Regions from separate parts of the Sus scrofa genome. Here all the other regions are linked to region 2. Evidence: chromatin contacts called from public Hi-C and HiChIP or PLAC-seq data. All regions are on one chromosome and are shown on one strand. Each heading gives the region's core, a stretch centred on a gene start, on an enhancer-like site or on the middle of the called end of the contact. The rest is flanking DNA. Distances are from core to core; before and after follow the strand shown. Region 1 holds the start of IFRD1 (interferon related developmental regulator 1). Region 2 holds the start of TMEM168 (transmembrane protein 168). Region 3 holds the start of GPR85 (probable G-protein coupled receptor 85). Region 4 holds the start of LSMEM1 (leucine-rich single-pass membrane protein 1). Region 5 overlaps LOC102164930 (a long non-coding RNA gene).

Evidence for each region. Hi-C and Micro-C count contacts between places; a contact is called where the count stands out from the background. HiChIP or PLAC-seq counts read pairs in DNA pulled down with a chosen protein or histone mark.
Region 1: a Hi-C map of liver shows a contact between it and region 2, with 12 times the contacts expected there. The contact joins the promoter of IFRD1 here to the promoter of TMEM168 in region 2. A contact is called at or near these places in 1 of 47 Hi-C or Micro-C datasets (liver) and 2 of 2 datasets of contacts at active chromatin or transcription factors (alveolar macrophages and skeletal muscle).
Region 3: an H3K27ac HiChIP or PLAC-seq map of alveolar macrophages shows a contact between it and region 2. The contact joins the promoter of GPR85 here to the promoter of TMEM168 in region 2. A contact is called at or near these places in 3 of 47 Hi-C or Micro-C datasets (embryonic fibroblasts, fetal skeletal muscle and fibroblasts) and 2 of 2 datasets of contacts at active chromatin or transcription factors (alveolar macrophages and skeletal muscle).
Region 4: a contact with region 2 is called in an H3K27ac HiChIP or PLAC-seq map of skeletal muscle. The contact joins the promoter of LSMEM1 here to the promoter of TMEM168 in region 2. A contact is called at or near these places in 4 of 47 Hi-C or Micro-C datasets (embryonic fibroblasts, fetal skeletal muscle and skeletal muscle) and 1 of 2 datasets of contacts at active chromatin or transcription factors (skeletal muscle).
Region 5: a contact with region 2 is called in an H3K27ac HiChIP or PLAC-seq map of alveolar macrophages. The contact joins the enhancer-like site here to the promoter of TMEM168 in region 2. A contact is called at or near these places in 2 of 5 promoter capture datasets (fetal liver and liver), 5 of 47 Hi-C or Micro-C datasets (embryonic fibroblasts, fetal skeletal muscle, heart right ventricle and 1 more) and 2 of 2 datasets of contacts at active chromatin or transcription factors (alveolar macrophages and skeletal muscle).

Annotation. Positions count from the first base shown.
Region 1 is chr18:33,219,700-33,222,399 of Sscrofa11.1, reverse strand. IFRD1 (interferon related developmental regulator 1) reads left to right here and starts at 1,429. Exons shown (of 12, transcript NM_001007519.1): 1 at 1,429-1,718. The coding sequence starts at 1,628.
Region 2 is chr18:32,926,895-32,929,594 of Sscrofa11.1, reverse strand. It overlaps TMEM168 (transmembrane protein 168), which reads right to left and starts at 1,254. Exons shown (of 5, transcript XM_003134765.6): 1 at 1,030-1,254.
Region 3 is chr18:32,666,001-32,668,700 of Sscrofa11.1, reverse strand. It overlaps GPR85 (probable G-protein coupled receptor 85), which reads right to left and starts at 1,370. Exons shown (of 3, transcript XM_013985697.2): 1 at 1,034-1,370; 2 at 1-579.
Region 4 is chr18:33,189,534-33,192,233 of Sscrofa11.1, reverse strand. LSMEM1 (leucine-rich single-pass membrane protein 1) reads left to right here and starts at 1,324. Exons shown (of 3, transcript XM_003134769.5): 1 at 1,324-1,591. The coding sequence starts at 1,465. LOC106506809 (a long non-coding RNA gene) reads right to left here and starts at 320. Exons shown (of 3, transcript XR_002340212.1): 1 at 1-320.
Region 5 is chr18:32,638,135-32,640,841 of Sscrofa11.1, reverse strand. The region is part of intron 2 of LOC102164930 (a long non-coding RNA gene); the gene reads left to right. Among named protein-coding and RNA genes, the nearest start is that of GPR85, 28 kb to the left of the region's middle. Within about 2 kb of position 1,386, at least 7 of the 83 cell types and tissues checked have an H3K27ac peak or open chromatin away from gene starts, as enhancers often do. A contact at or near this core is called in alveolar macrophages, where this site is marked.

The DNA.
Region 1 (2,700 bases), core at 180-2,679, 290 kb before region 2:
GGAGGATTGGCATTTAATATATTGGTAATGGGACCCAGGAAATGTTTCTGAACAACTACTAAACCATGTGAATTAGTAAAATAGGGATACACAAATAAATCTGGCAACATTATTATGCATGAAATATGGTGAAATGACTGGCAAGATCCCTTAAAATGCCCAGGCACCAGCTGAGGTCATGTGTGACTGGAAAAGAGCACATGAACTTCAGAGTTTTATGGTAATACTGATGGTTTTAGGGAAACCATGTATGAATTTGAGTCTTTGAATCTGGACATATGGGAAGATAGTAGTACTGTGAACATACACAAGGAAGGCAGGAAGAGAGAAATACAGTATTAGAGATGGTGGATTGAGGTGCATATGGAACATGCAGGTGTAAATGTGCTACAATGCAATTGAAAAGAAAATAAGAGAAGGAGCTCAGGAGAGAGGTGGAGTGGGGGATGAATCACCTACACTGAGGTGAATCAGTCACTATGGTCTGTCATAAGGATATGAGCTTAATAACAGGTCCTAGATACCTGACGAATGCAACAAGGAAGACAGAACTCTTAGGAGCACCTGGGAAAATAAAAAACACTGCGATTATTGGTATTCATAGCCCATGTTTGTTTTATCAGCTGTTAAGTTACCCAAACCCAATTCTTATCCCAGGCTGACCTCCTAACTGGCAGGCAGAATTGTCAAAAGGACACATTCTTGTACAGAAACCTGAATCGCCAGATCTTTCCGGTGCAGAATAGACGAAACACACGAACTACACGACTAAGTAGATTAAAGCACACCTTTCTGAAGGTTTGGGGGGCACAAGAGCCCTGAACCACAATTCAATGGTAGATACTGATGATCGCTAAACTAATAATTAAAAGACTAAAACCATGGGAACATTCCTAAGGAGGGGGTATGGCTGTGCCGGGGCAGAGGACGCAGGCAAGTAGGGGAAAGGTGAAGGAGAAGAACACGATCCTCTGGAGACAGACCAGCCACGCGGATTGCTTAGCTCCCAGTTGGAAGCGGGCTGTCGTCATCCAGCATACCCGCGGCATTGCTCACCATCCATGACCACCTTCGTCAATTCCAAGGCGGGGCTGCGGGGAGAGAAGGGAGGGGTTACGGGAAGGGAAGTGCGTACAAAAGCCAGTTGGGAGGAGCTGGGAGCCGGCTCCCCCGTGAGACCACATTTCCCAGACTTCAGAGCGGCAACTAAGCCTGGCTCCCTGGGCGCCGCTGGAAGACTTGTGGCATGGGATCGGTAGTCAACATCCTTCGGCCGCCCGAAGTAGACTTCGGTGGGGGGATCTATAGGGATTGGCTAGTGAGAGTTCGAGTCCCGCCCATATATGGTGACGACAGGCAGCTGTCTTGTACTTAAGGCGTCGTGGCCGCGACCGCCCCGCCTTAGCTCCTGCGCTAGAGAGAAACATGTATCGTTTCCGATCACAGCTCTTCACGGGGATTTCTGCTGCCGCCACCGCCCACTCTTACCCGCGCCGCTTCTCGCCTCTGTTGTTAGCCGAAGAATCGCCTCTCAGCCGCCCGCCGCACAGACGCACGAGTAAAAAGTGCAGCTCCATTGGCTGATCCTCGCTAAGCTCCGAGTTTAGGCGGCACCGGGCGTCCCACGATGCCGAAGAATAAGAAGCGGAACACACCCCACCGTGGTGGCAGTGGTGGCGGCGGCTCAGGGGCAGCCGCAACGACGGCGGCGACGGCAGGTAGGAGGGTATCCCCGCCACCGGCATCCCAGTTGCCGGCCGGGCTAGCGAGTCTCTTAGTCTTGGGCCCCGTGGGAGTTGTAGTTCTTTTCCTCTAGACGTTTGCGTCGGCGGGGCGCCTGGCGTGCCGGGGGAACTACACTTCCCAGTGTGCCCCGAGGGCCGTACCTCGCGCGATTTGGATCTGGCGTGCGACCCGAATTCTTGGGCACCCGCCTTGGGGGCAGGGAGGGGACGAATGGGTCCTTGGGATTGAGAGTGGGTCAGGGTCGAGGGTGACCGGGAGCTGGGAACTGTTCTCAAAGGCTGGTGTCTGTTCTCTAGATCACTCCCAGACGGAGGGGGCCAAGCTCGGAGTTGTGTCCTGCTGTCACTGGTCGTTTTTGACTACCCGGCTCCAACATGGAGTTCTCGGGAATGCCAAACGTCCGGCGGGTTTGGACCGGCTCTTGCGTCACGCGGCCTGGGCCTTGCGCGGTAGGGCAGGCGTGACGTGTAGGCGCCCGTGTGGCATCCCGTTCCGCTGCCTTCTTGCTCATCCCGCGTGTCCACGTGGCCCGGCGGAGATGTCGGATGCTGGGGGCCACTGTCCCAGCTTAGGCTCTGCTCCTACCCCTCCCTGACCCCGAGCCCCCAGCTCTTCTGTGACCAGTCGAGGTGACCTCTTGCTTCCCTGAGCCGAAACCTCGTCCTCCTTTGTGCAGTATTCTCTAGGTTCTCTGCTGGGAGCCCGTGTTAGGCGGGGGTGGGGGGTTGGGGGGTGGAGAGCTCAGATTGCAGTTGGCCAAAAGTTTAGGTTTTTGTCTTCTCTTTGCAAAGCTGAAGCTTTTCCCGGATGGGTAGGTGCTTACCTGAATTAATGATACATTATTCCTCACTGTACGGTTAAGAACAACGGACTGAAAGCAGAAATTCCTACGAGACACCGTACTAAAAACTAGTGTTAAACTGGGTAAAAGTCATCTCATTTAATCCTTTTTTG
Region 2 (2,700 bases), core at 5-2,504:
TGCTATTCCCTTCCAGGTGCACTCCTTTCCCTCCTCCTGGCCCCACCCCATTCCTCACACCTGGCTCTTTCCTCCCTTCAAGTCTCCGCCTAAACCATTTTCTTAGGGTGATCACCCTAAACCCATTTATTTGATCCCTGTACTTGGTCTCTGAAAGTCTGTCTTCAATACTGTACATCCACTGTTAAGCAGAAAGTTTGGTACCAAGTATCTGTTGAAGAAATAGGGACTTATACAGAAATAACTATTTCATAACAGTGCCAGCTATAGAACACATATTAATAAGGAGAGAATAAACAAGTTTTCTAATACCCCACAGTTAAGAAGTGACAGAGCTAAGGGAGTTTCCATCAATGTTTTGTTTCTCTGTCCGCCTTACTCCAGCCTTCACTTAACTCATCCAACTTCCCCCAAACCAACAAGTTCTCTTTCTGTCCTACTTCGGGAGAAGGGTTTACTGAGTCCGAGACACACTCTATCACGTGCAACATTTTTTGACTCTGAAACGATTTCCGTCCCATCTATGCGGAGTGCCAAAAGTTGAAAGAAGCTACTGTGCACGGAGTCGAGGAACTCCAGTGCTTTGCTTCTATGAATTCATGATAATAACTCTTTGGACTCATCTCAGACAAGAAGAATGGCTCCGTGAACATTAAATTCCTCAGCAATAGGGCAGCAACTGCAATTCTTCTTCCATTCTGCCTCCTCCTAACAAGATGTGGAAGGCCCAAGAAGGAGCCTGGCTGTCTTCTACTTTGGGAGAAGGCAACCAAAACTGGGCGCTCAGCTGACTGGGGAACCACTCGCAGCTAACGAGAGGCGCCCAGCCTTCCATTCTCCACCCCTCACCATCGACATCTCCTCGGGCCGGTATCCCTATCCCCGCCTCGGGAGGCCGGCTGGGCGGAGCTTGGGACCTGCACCACGCGGAGCCCTGGGCAGTATCTGTGCCCAGGTCTCGCCAACCTGCCGATGACCCCCTTGGGCCCCCTTCCTGACTCGACCGCCGCCACCAACACTCTCTCCTACCTCGGAGTCGTCTCTGGGGCCAACACGGAAAAGGGAGAGATTTAGGGCTGAGCCCGCTACTCGGAGCAGGGAGGCGACACGCCAGGGGAGGCGACGGCCCGAGGCTGCACGTTCTAGCACAGGCCCCTCTCGTCGGAAACTTTCTCCACGACCGGCCCGGCCACGGCCGCCATGTTTCCGCCGCCGAAGCCGCGACGGTACGGAACGCCGCCGGGGTCAAGCCGCGCGACGCGCTTCCTCCCGGAGACCCGGCCCAGGCCCGGCCCCCTCCCCGCCCCCGCGGCGGACCCAGGGGCGCGGGACGCTGAGCGAACGCTTCTGGCCTTACCTACGGCGCCAGCTGAGCCGGTGTTCCGAGCCCTGGCGAGACCTGAATTCCGCGGGAAAGCGGGAGCTGGAAAACCGCAAACGATCTGGCCGACCGTGTCCATCAAGCATCTAGGCCGCCGCCTCGGGCTGGACCGAAACTGGGACAGGACGGGCGGGCTACTTGAGTACTGTAAATACTGCAGGAGGCGTTGCTGCTCTTTAATATGTATCGCATAATCTATGCCTTTGTGTCCGCGGTCTGGCTAAAGCTCAAGCTCCTTAGGCTCTCCTTCAGAGCCCTTCATGCCTCCTTTTCTTATTAAGACTCCCTTTAATACACCTCCCGGTCTTGACTTTTACCCACTCACTGGCCCCGCTTCCTGAGGGTCCTTCAGATGCCGGGGTGATTCTCATTTGTATCTAAAACCTACCGAATGAACGTCAGGGGATGTTTTTCGGAAGCAGCGTTTCACAGCAGCTGTGGAGCTGATGGTCTTGGGATTTGAAAGGCAGTTTCTCCGCTTTCTAAGGGCGACCAAAATTTCTCCATCTAAAAAATAGTAATGAAACCTTGCTTGCAAAGTTGTGAATATTTGGTGACACACTGTTGTTTTTTTTGTTTTTCTGGCATCATTAAAAAGTATGAATTCTCCCTCCCTCTCCGAGAAGCCCTTTCCTGCCTGCCAGCCGTCTGCCCCCACTATCATTTCCTACTATTTATAGCATTTAGGAGGTCAGTCTTTCTGAACTCCAGTCTCTGCATATGAAAATAGAATGCTAATACTGCCTTACAGAGTTGTGTAGGGATTAAATGAGATGATGAATGTAAAAATTGCCATATAACCTTTACATAGCTTAACCCCTTTGGCATAAAGCTCAAAATCTTTATACAAGTACAGACAAATTGCTGTGTCTTCTACTTCCTTTTTACCTTTAGCTTAACTTGACCTCTCGCCACATTTCCCCAACTCTGTGCACTCCAGCCTGTTTCAGTTTCTCCAGCTGCAGGACACGTCCAGTTTTGCTTACCATTAAGTTGGCCTAGCATAGTGCCTGACATATAGTTGGCACTTAAATCTTCATTTAAAAATAAAAAGCACAATAGGTCCCCAACAATCACTGGTTCTCTTCTTCCACTAATTTTCTATTAGTGTTGTCTATATTCTTATCCTATTTCCTCTAATATGAATTTTTTAATTTTTCAGTTAATAAATGTTGGGGGGTTGGGGTGGGCAGCACATTTATAGTGATAAAGCACTCTCAGATGCAGATTCCTCATATGCAAATGAAAAGTTTGTGTTTGAATCTCTCCAGACTCCCAACTCACAATTCAATCAGTACCCAACTCCCAAATCTGTAACT
Region 3 (2,700 bases), core at 121-2,620, 260 kb after region 2:
TAGCTTCTTCTTTCTATAAATTGCTGATTTTTTTTTTGCCTTAGTGCCTTGACTGAGCATCCAGGCAGGGCTCGGCGGCGCCTGCGCGCTGGAGCCTCCTTGAGCTCCAGCCGCGTCCTCCCCTGTCGCAGCGGCACCGACTCCCCCAGTAACGCAGGGGCCCGCGCGGCGGCGGCGGCAGCGGTGTCGAGGGCGGCGGCAGGGGCTTCTTAAGCCTCTGTGGAGCAAACAGGGGCCCCAACCCGTTTCCAGAGCAGGCTGGGTTTGTTGAAAGTCCTGTCTTGTTGAACTGGCGAAATTGGGCTTTTGTCCCCTTGTGGCTGCTTCTGAACTTTTCCCTCTCTGCGTAGGAAGTAGGGGTTTGGAAAGGCTTGTTTAGGACCTCAGGCCCACCCTCTTCCCTTAGGGCAGCACACGATGGTGCCGCGGGGTGCCGCCCCCTCCTTAGCTTCCTGGAACCCTCGCTTTTCCCCAAGCATTTTCTTCCATGCTCTGTTAGTGTGGTCCAAAGCATTGAAAGCTTCTTTTAGGTTTCTTCTTTAATGATCTCTTCAGCTGACCCTTGCCTTTGCAGGTTAGCTGGGGGGCGGAGGTGTGTATGAGGGGGATGAGGGGAGAAAAAAAGAAAGAAAAAGAAAAGAAAAGAAAAGAAAAAGCACAGTCAGGAAAAATCTTGTCAATGGGGAAGAAGGGAAAGCAGGTTAGGGGAGCCCTGTCTTTGTTGGTAATCTTCTGTTCTCCAATGCACGCAGATATGCCTTAAGTAAGAAGAAGCTAAGTTCTGAGGACAACTGCAAAATGATTTATGTCCGTTCTGTCTTAACGAATCTGGCAATAGAATCAGGCTTACACAAATTTTAAATGACTATTCCTCACATTTCGCCCCGCTGAGCAACAGCCTTTTTCCTTTTTGCTGGTGTGGCTGAGCAAGAGACTGGAAATGTCAAAGCACATGTGTGTATGTGAGTTTCTTTCCCCCCTTTGTCGTTACAGAAGAAAAATACTAGGAATATAACGAATTCATAAAACTTACACCAGTCCAAAAGATCCGATGATATCACAAGACACCACATAGCCTGACACCTGGGTCCTTAGGGATGTCTCTGGAATCATACAGTTCTTTATTTCATCGTTTCCGAATAATTTTGTTTGTGGGGGGTGGTATAAGATTTTAAAGGACCACACTTCAAAAAAAAAAAAAAAAAAAAAAAAAAAAGACATGCTTTCATTAACTCCCAAAGTAGAACGTCTGCTTTTCCTCCTGCATGCTTATTGCTTTATAATAATCTGTTAATGAAACAGGAAAAAAAAAAAGATCTTTTCTACAGCAATAATTTGATCTCCAGACAGCAGTAAAATACCTCATTGCTGGGTGGTGAGATTGTGACATTCGGGGGAACTCAAGCCAATCAGCATACAGATAAAATGGGTTAATTTACATATTGTATTTCTATTGGACATACGGAGGTAAAGCTTTCTCTGTTTAAAGCTTAAAAATGAGTACTTCACTCTCATGATGTCACAGTCATTAAACAAAGCCCAATGTTGGTAATACTGAAATGATGATGTTACATTTTCCTTCCTGATCTGTTTTGGGATGTCCTAAACCCAGTTAAGAAAAACACATAATGATCAAATATATGTATATTAAATGCCTAACTTTGGCATTCCCTTAACCTAGAAAAATCAGTTCTACAGCAGTACTGGAAGTAATTTGAAGGCATTTCCATTTGAGGGAAATATTCCATATTTTTTCCAAAGAAATAAATTCAGAAGTACTCAAAACTATACAGTGGTTTGCAACTTGTAAGTAAAATGTCAAATTCATTTTTTGTGGAACTACAAATCAATTTGCTTTCTTTTATTTCCCAATTAGTGTCCAAATGTACTTTGCAAAGAGTTATTATTTCCTGAAATTTTACAGTTAAAAGAAATCTATAGAATAAGTGACTTAAGTTTGTTAAATTTCATGATTGTTCAGTTCTTCAGTTGTATGGATTAGGGAAAAGCTATTTAAAAGTAAATTAAAAGGGTGACTGCATGGCCTAACCATGAGGCAATAATTTACTCTGCCGAAAGGTATAGGGAGAAGATCCAAAAATTAAAATATCCTTAAATTTTAAGAAGCAGGGATTGATTCCTTAAAAACAAGGGAGGGGATAGTGTGTGTAATATTCTTTCATGCTCACAATTCAGGATATACTAGAGCCATTATTTTCCTTTGTAACTGTGTGAAGTTACATCCACTAGCTCTTCAGTTTTCCCAGCTGTTAGATGAGAGTGTCATTTTCTTGCCTCACAAGGGGGTTTAAGAAATTAATGAGGTATTTTACATTTAGTTCATTAACTACTGGAGAAAACACTGAAGTCTCTATCTTCCATCAACCAGAATTTTTAGAAATTATTTATTATATTAATAGACAAAGGCTTGATATCATCTACAAGTTCTAAAATGTAAAATTATTGCTTCAAATTGTATAGATCATAACCTTATTTGATCATAGCTAATTTTTTTCATTCCTTATATCACTAAACCTGGAAAAGTTGACTGTCAGGTTAAGAGTTAAGAGACAAAGCAAACCACAAAATACTATACACCCTGGATTCGAAGGGTTCTAAAAGTTTGAAGAAGTCTAAGGGTTTTTAAGCTCTTAGCATATCACATTTACTATTATTGATTAGTGGTTTAGGAAAACTGAT
Region 4 (2,700 bases), core at 75-2,574, 260 kb before region 2:
GGAATTAGGTAATATCAATGTCTGAAGTGCTTCAGTAGTATCTCATCAAAAATACTCAGGGGGTGATGTGTTCTTGTTAATTAAAATTTCTGAAGAACTGAAACACCCTTTAAAATTTTTTTTTTAACTTTGAAAAAAATTAACTAGTTCATTACTTTTTGAACTCACATTTTCTTAGGGTTCTGGAAGCATATTTTTTACACATGCTAGTAGGTTTTAGGTTTTACTGGGAAATTGCTGAGTTTCAAGATTTTATTTGTTTGTTTGTTTATTTATTGTCTTTTTAGGGCTGCACCCATGGCATATGGAAGTTCCCAGGCTAGGGGCTGAATGGGAACTGTAGCTGTCAGTCTACACCACAGCCACAGCAACTCGGGATCCCAGTCCTGATTTCGACCTATACCACAGCTCACTGCAACACTGGATCCTTAACCCACTGAACAAGACCCGGAATCGAACCTGCGTCCTCATGGATGCTAGTCAGATTCGTTAACTGCTTAGCCACAATGGGAACTCCTGAGTTTTAATATTTTAGAGTGCAGTTTAGTCTGTTTAGTAAATGGCTGATTTTTTTTTTTTCAGATCTTCTATAGGTGTTCTTATTTTTTTATTTCTGTATTTGGTTTCTCCTAACTCTGGTCATATTTCTGTTTATTCTGTAGCTGTGTATTAAAGGAAATTTTAAAAATGTTAAAGGAAGTAAATAAATAGTGTGTTGTCACATTAAAGGCAGGTATGAAGTTTATTACATTGCTTTTACTAAGATCTAGATATCACATGAGGCTCTTTACCTCAATTTTATTTGTCAGTGTACTATTAACTGCCTCCAATTCTTTTGGAAATAGGAAGATTTAAACCCTAAATAAAATATTTTATGTGTTCCACCTTAACATAAGTCACTGGCTTCTAGACCTTTATACTGCACAAAAGTACAGTTTTGTATTAAAGCCTCATCAGTTAGAACGGTTCTCAGTAATATTTTCTCCCCTCAGCATCTTTATGGCCACAGGCTGCCTCACTTAATTTTGTCTTTCTGGGTGTTTATGCATAGTCGTCTTGCACACAAGATTTGAGGCATCTCACTAGCGTATGAACAATGTGATAAAAGAGAAATATTGAAAAGTCAATTACAAAATTAAAAAAGAGACCCAAGGGAAATATAGGCAGAAGTGAGAAATCTGAAGAGGAAAGCACATATGCATGTAAGCAGAGTATTAAAGCATTAAAATGGGGCCCACGGCAGACGCTGAGCTTCCTGGCAAGCAAAGCAAAAACAAGAGTTGCCCCCACAAGGGAGTATTTTCTTTTGGACAAGCAAAGCTTTTCTGGCCCTTCATTGGGAAGTAATTCGTGTGGGTGGTTCTTCAAGTGCCTGCCCAGCTTCCTGTGGGCTGTGATCCTGGCCAAGTCCAGCTCCCCAGCCCAGCGTCCTGCGTTTAAGGTCCGCGTTTTCTTCCGGGGACAATGAATCGTTCTTCCCAGGACACCGGCTCTCGCGGCCTTCCTGAAGAAAGAAAGCTTTACGTTGTGGATTCCATAAATGACCTAAACAGACTAAACCTCTGTCCTGCCGGATCGCAGCATCTGTTCCGTACGTGAGCCCTCCCAGGCTTGGCGGCCCGTCCTGGCTTCTAGGCCACCTAAAAATAGCCACCGTCCAGCCAGACCTGTGGGCGTGGTGGGGGCTGGGTGGGCATTAGGACGGCTCCGCGTTAGAAATGCTGTTTCGTATTAGGCAATTTGTGCTTTTGTTTTCTGAATGCTTGCCAGGCTTATGGGCTTTCTTGGCTCTTGGCAAGATTTGAACTCTTGTCTGCAAAAGTCCCGAAAAGTCCCTGTGGCCTTTCTCCCCCTGGAAAGGGGTGGAGGCTCCCGAGATGGGCCCCCAGAGGCTCACTCATCCTCCTGGCTGCTTTCGTGCCTTCTAGTGACCACAGGCAGGTCACCTGTGGTGCCCGCTTTCCTAGAGAGGTCTTACTCGGAGCGGATTGCTGAGAAAATGTTCCACGCGTTTACCTAGTTTTTGAAAAAATCATTAGTTTTTTGGGCAAAAGAGTCAACTTTTTTTTTTTTTTTTAATTCGAAGATTGCCCCAATTAAAGTATTAGAAAAAAGAGGGGGAGACTAAAATGAAAATCTGTTAAGTACCAAATAACTTAATGTGGGAGTTCCCTTGTGGCTTAGTGTTTAAAGATTTAGCATTGTCACTGCTGTGGCTCAAGTTTGATCTCTGGAATGCTTGCATGCTGTGGGCGTGCTCCCGCCCCCCCAAAACCCAACAAACTATAAATGTATGTCTTGTCCCTTAAGTATTACAAATGAGTTCTAAGATTATTAGAACCCCATCTTTTCTAGCTTCAGTGCTGACTTTCCAGCACAGGTGATAAATGCCCCCTTGGTTTGTTTCGCGTACACTCTTAAACTCTTACTCTCTCAATTTATATCTATTATTCCCCTTCTAAATAATTTTTTTTTTTGGTCTTTTTGTCTTTTCTAGGGCTGCACCAGAGGTATATGGAGGTTCCCAGGCTTGGGGTCCAATCAGAATTATAGCTGCCGGCCTATGCCACAGCCACAGCAACTCGGGATCCGAGCCGCGTCTGGGACCTACACTGGATCTTTAACCCACTAAGCGAGGCTGGGGATCAAACCTGCAACCTCATGGTTCCTAGTTGGATTCGTTAACCACTGAGCCACGAT
Region 5 (2,707 bases), core at 137-2,636, 290 kb after region 2:
GGTGTGTATTATGAGGATTAAATGAGTTAATTTCTGGAATTATTGACTAGCATGTAGTAATCCCTCCTTAAATATTAACTATTGTTACTCTTTACTGTTAATCAAATCCATGAAATATGGGGTCTCCAGGCTGTAGCTTCTCTCCATTTTGAAAGTGCTGTTCAGCAGACAAACATGGTAAACAGAAAGTGTCTGTGGAACTCTTGGATACAGAGGCGATTTTAGGCTTCCTAGGCTGTGAGTTGGGAGACGACTAGAAAACACTTCCCTAGTATTGAGGCTGTTTGTTGCCTTGATGGGATTTTACTACTTAACTATTTCATACCCACTGGTGGTTATATTTATGTTTAAAACATATTCTCCATTCAGTTATTATCATAACAGTGATTCTTTATATTGGGTCCAAAGAGTTTTGAAAATAAGATTGAGAGGGTCTAGATATGAGTGAATAGCTCTAAGAAATCATTCAGCTGAAATGATCTCTAGGGAACCCCCAAGAAAACCCAAAAAACAAACTCTAATTCCTTTTTAATTCTCTTTTTGATTAGAGCAGCTAATCTATAACTCTGCGTTGCTTTTTCTATAAAGTGCGGCAAAAGAAAAGGCAGCATTAGAAGCTTTGCTAAAAGGGAATTATGATAATCGAACGTATGTTATCAGAGGAATGTATTATTCTTGATAGCTATGGGATAATTAATTGCAGAACTTGCATGATAGAGGAAATACTTTTTGTCTTACCCCTAAGAGATGGCATTCCACTCAGTGTTGAGCATAGTACCAAGATTTTAACCTTACCTCTTTGGCCTTCAGTAAGGTTCGCTGTTTGAAGAGGATAAACGTTATTCTTACAACCCCTACTTAGAACTCATTTGCTTATACTAATGGATGAAGGAGTCCTGTTTTGCCAAATAGCTTTGAAAGCTCCTTTTTTTTTTTTTTTTTTTTTTTTTTTCTATTTGAAGTTAGTCTTGTAAGTCAAGGGTCCTATAAATGGTTTTAATTAGTTTATAATCTATACTGTAGTTGGAAGTGTCAACCCAGGGTTTACTAGAATTAAGTGATGTAGAAGCAGATTTCTGGAATACAATGAATATAATAATCTCTCCACTCCTTTGATCTGAAGCTGCTTTTTTAATTTTTGATGTGCCTGCAAACCATCTTAATGAACTGTGATTTTCATGCTGTAACTCAGATGTTTTGTCTAGATCACTGACCAGGATGATGACTGCTATGTTGTACATGTATAGTCCCTCTTCTAAAAGAGGTGATCTTTTCTAAGCAGTGCTAGAGAGATGAGCAGCTTATTCTGTGTTGAGCATCTGCCAGCTACAAGTTCTGCCTCTCAGCATGTCTGGTAGCAACATGAACCACAACTCTTCTGAAGCAGTTCCACATTCCATTTCCCTCCTAAGCTGTCTGAATGCTTCTGCAGCCTTCTGCATGGTTCTTCTTTTGGCATTAAGTATCTAGTGTTATCAAATCCAGAATTTAGTCTTTCGGTTCAGGAGAATCTAAAATTACACCCTTCTTCACTGAAACAGAGATCACTGGTAGCCAGTGATACTCAGAGACAAAGAACATTATTTTAGACACTTATCTGAGTGGTAGAGGGCCAAACTTCCCAAGTCAGTTGTTTCAGAGAGGAACAAAGAAGTGGCTTCTGCTTATTTTTTAACTGGTGAAAGTGAGTCATTGGTAGGCCCTTCTGGGATCTGTCAGCAAAGACAGGATAGGCTGACATTAAGATTTTGTACTGACTGCTTTTGGTCAGGGAGTTCATAAAATCCAGACTTCTTCATTAGCAATTGAGCCAAGCCAAGTGAGTGGAGACATTTTATTGGAGTTTCACAATTTGAAAAGACCCACTCAGAGCTAGTCAGTGTTTCCTATCAATAATAGGACATTCATCCTTGAGACTGTTACATTAGAGCTAACTAATCATTAGGCTAATAGGTTGATAAGTTGGACTTTCCAGAACTATGTAGCTGCTAAGACTAAATACTCTGGTGCCAGTATTTTACAAACATGTATGGGGAAGCTTCAGAAGGTCATTTTTGACGTGATTCCAGATACCACCTAGAGGCCATTGCCGATGTAGCCTTGATTTCCACTGATGAACCTTAGTAAACCGTGGGGATCAATCACACACATAAGCCCATGGCTTCTAGGAAGCAGGAAACACATGCTCAGGCACTGATGTATTCAAATTTTACATTGCTGGGCTTCCAGGATGTGGCTAAGAATACTTGGATGGGACAAATTTTTAGTTTTGAAAAGTTGTGAAATTATCTTTTTTTCTAGTGCTCTATCCATGGTGATGGACTGATTAAAAACATTGGCTTAGGAGATGTCTTCAGTTGGCCCATTTCTGCCACTAACTCAGTGAATTTGTGCAAATTATCTATCTTCTCAAAACTAGAGTTTTCTCATCTGTAATGAGAAAATTGCCAATCTTTGTAGGATTCCCACAGTAGATTAAATGAAGTGATACATAAAATGCCCAATATGGTTAGTGCCTAGAACTCTCATAGATATGAGACTAGCTGATCGGCTAATATTTAAGTGCTATACAAGGAAATTTAAAGTCAGGATTATCTTGCCTCATGGGAGGGTGGAAAAATATTTCTCATAAAAAATTTTTTCTTAGAAGCCATGGTTTCATGCTACATGGGGTAAGACTGATTGATTGATATTTAACCAATGCTTA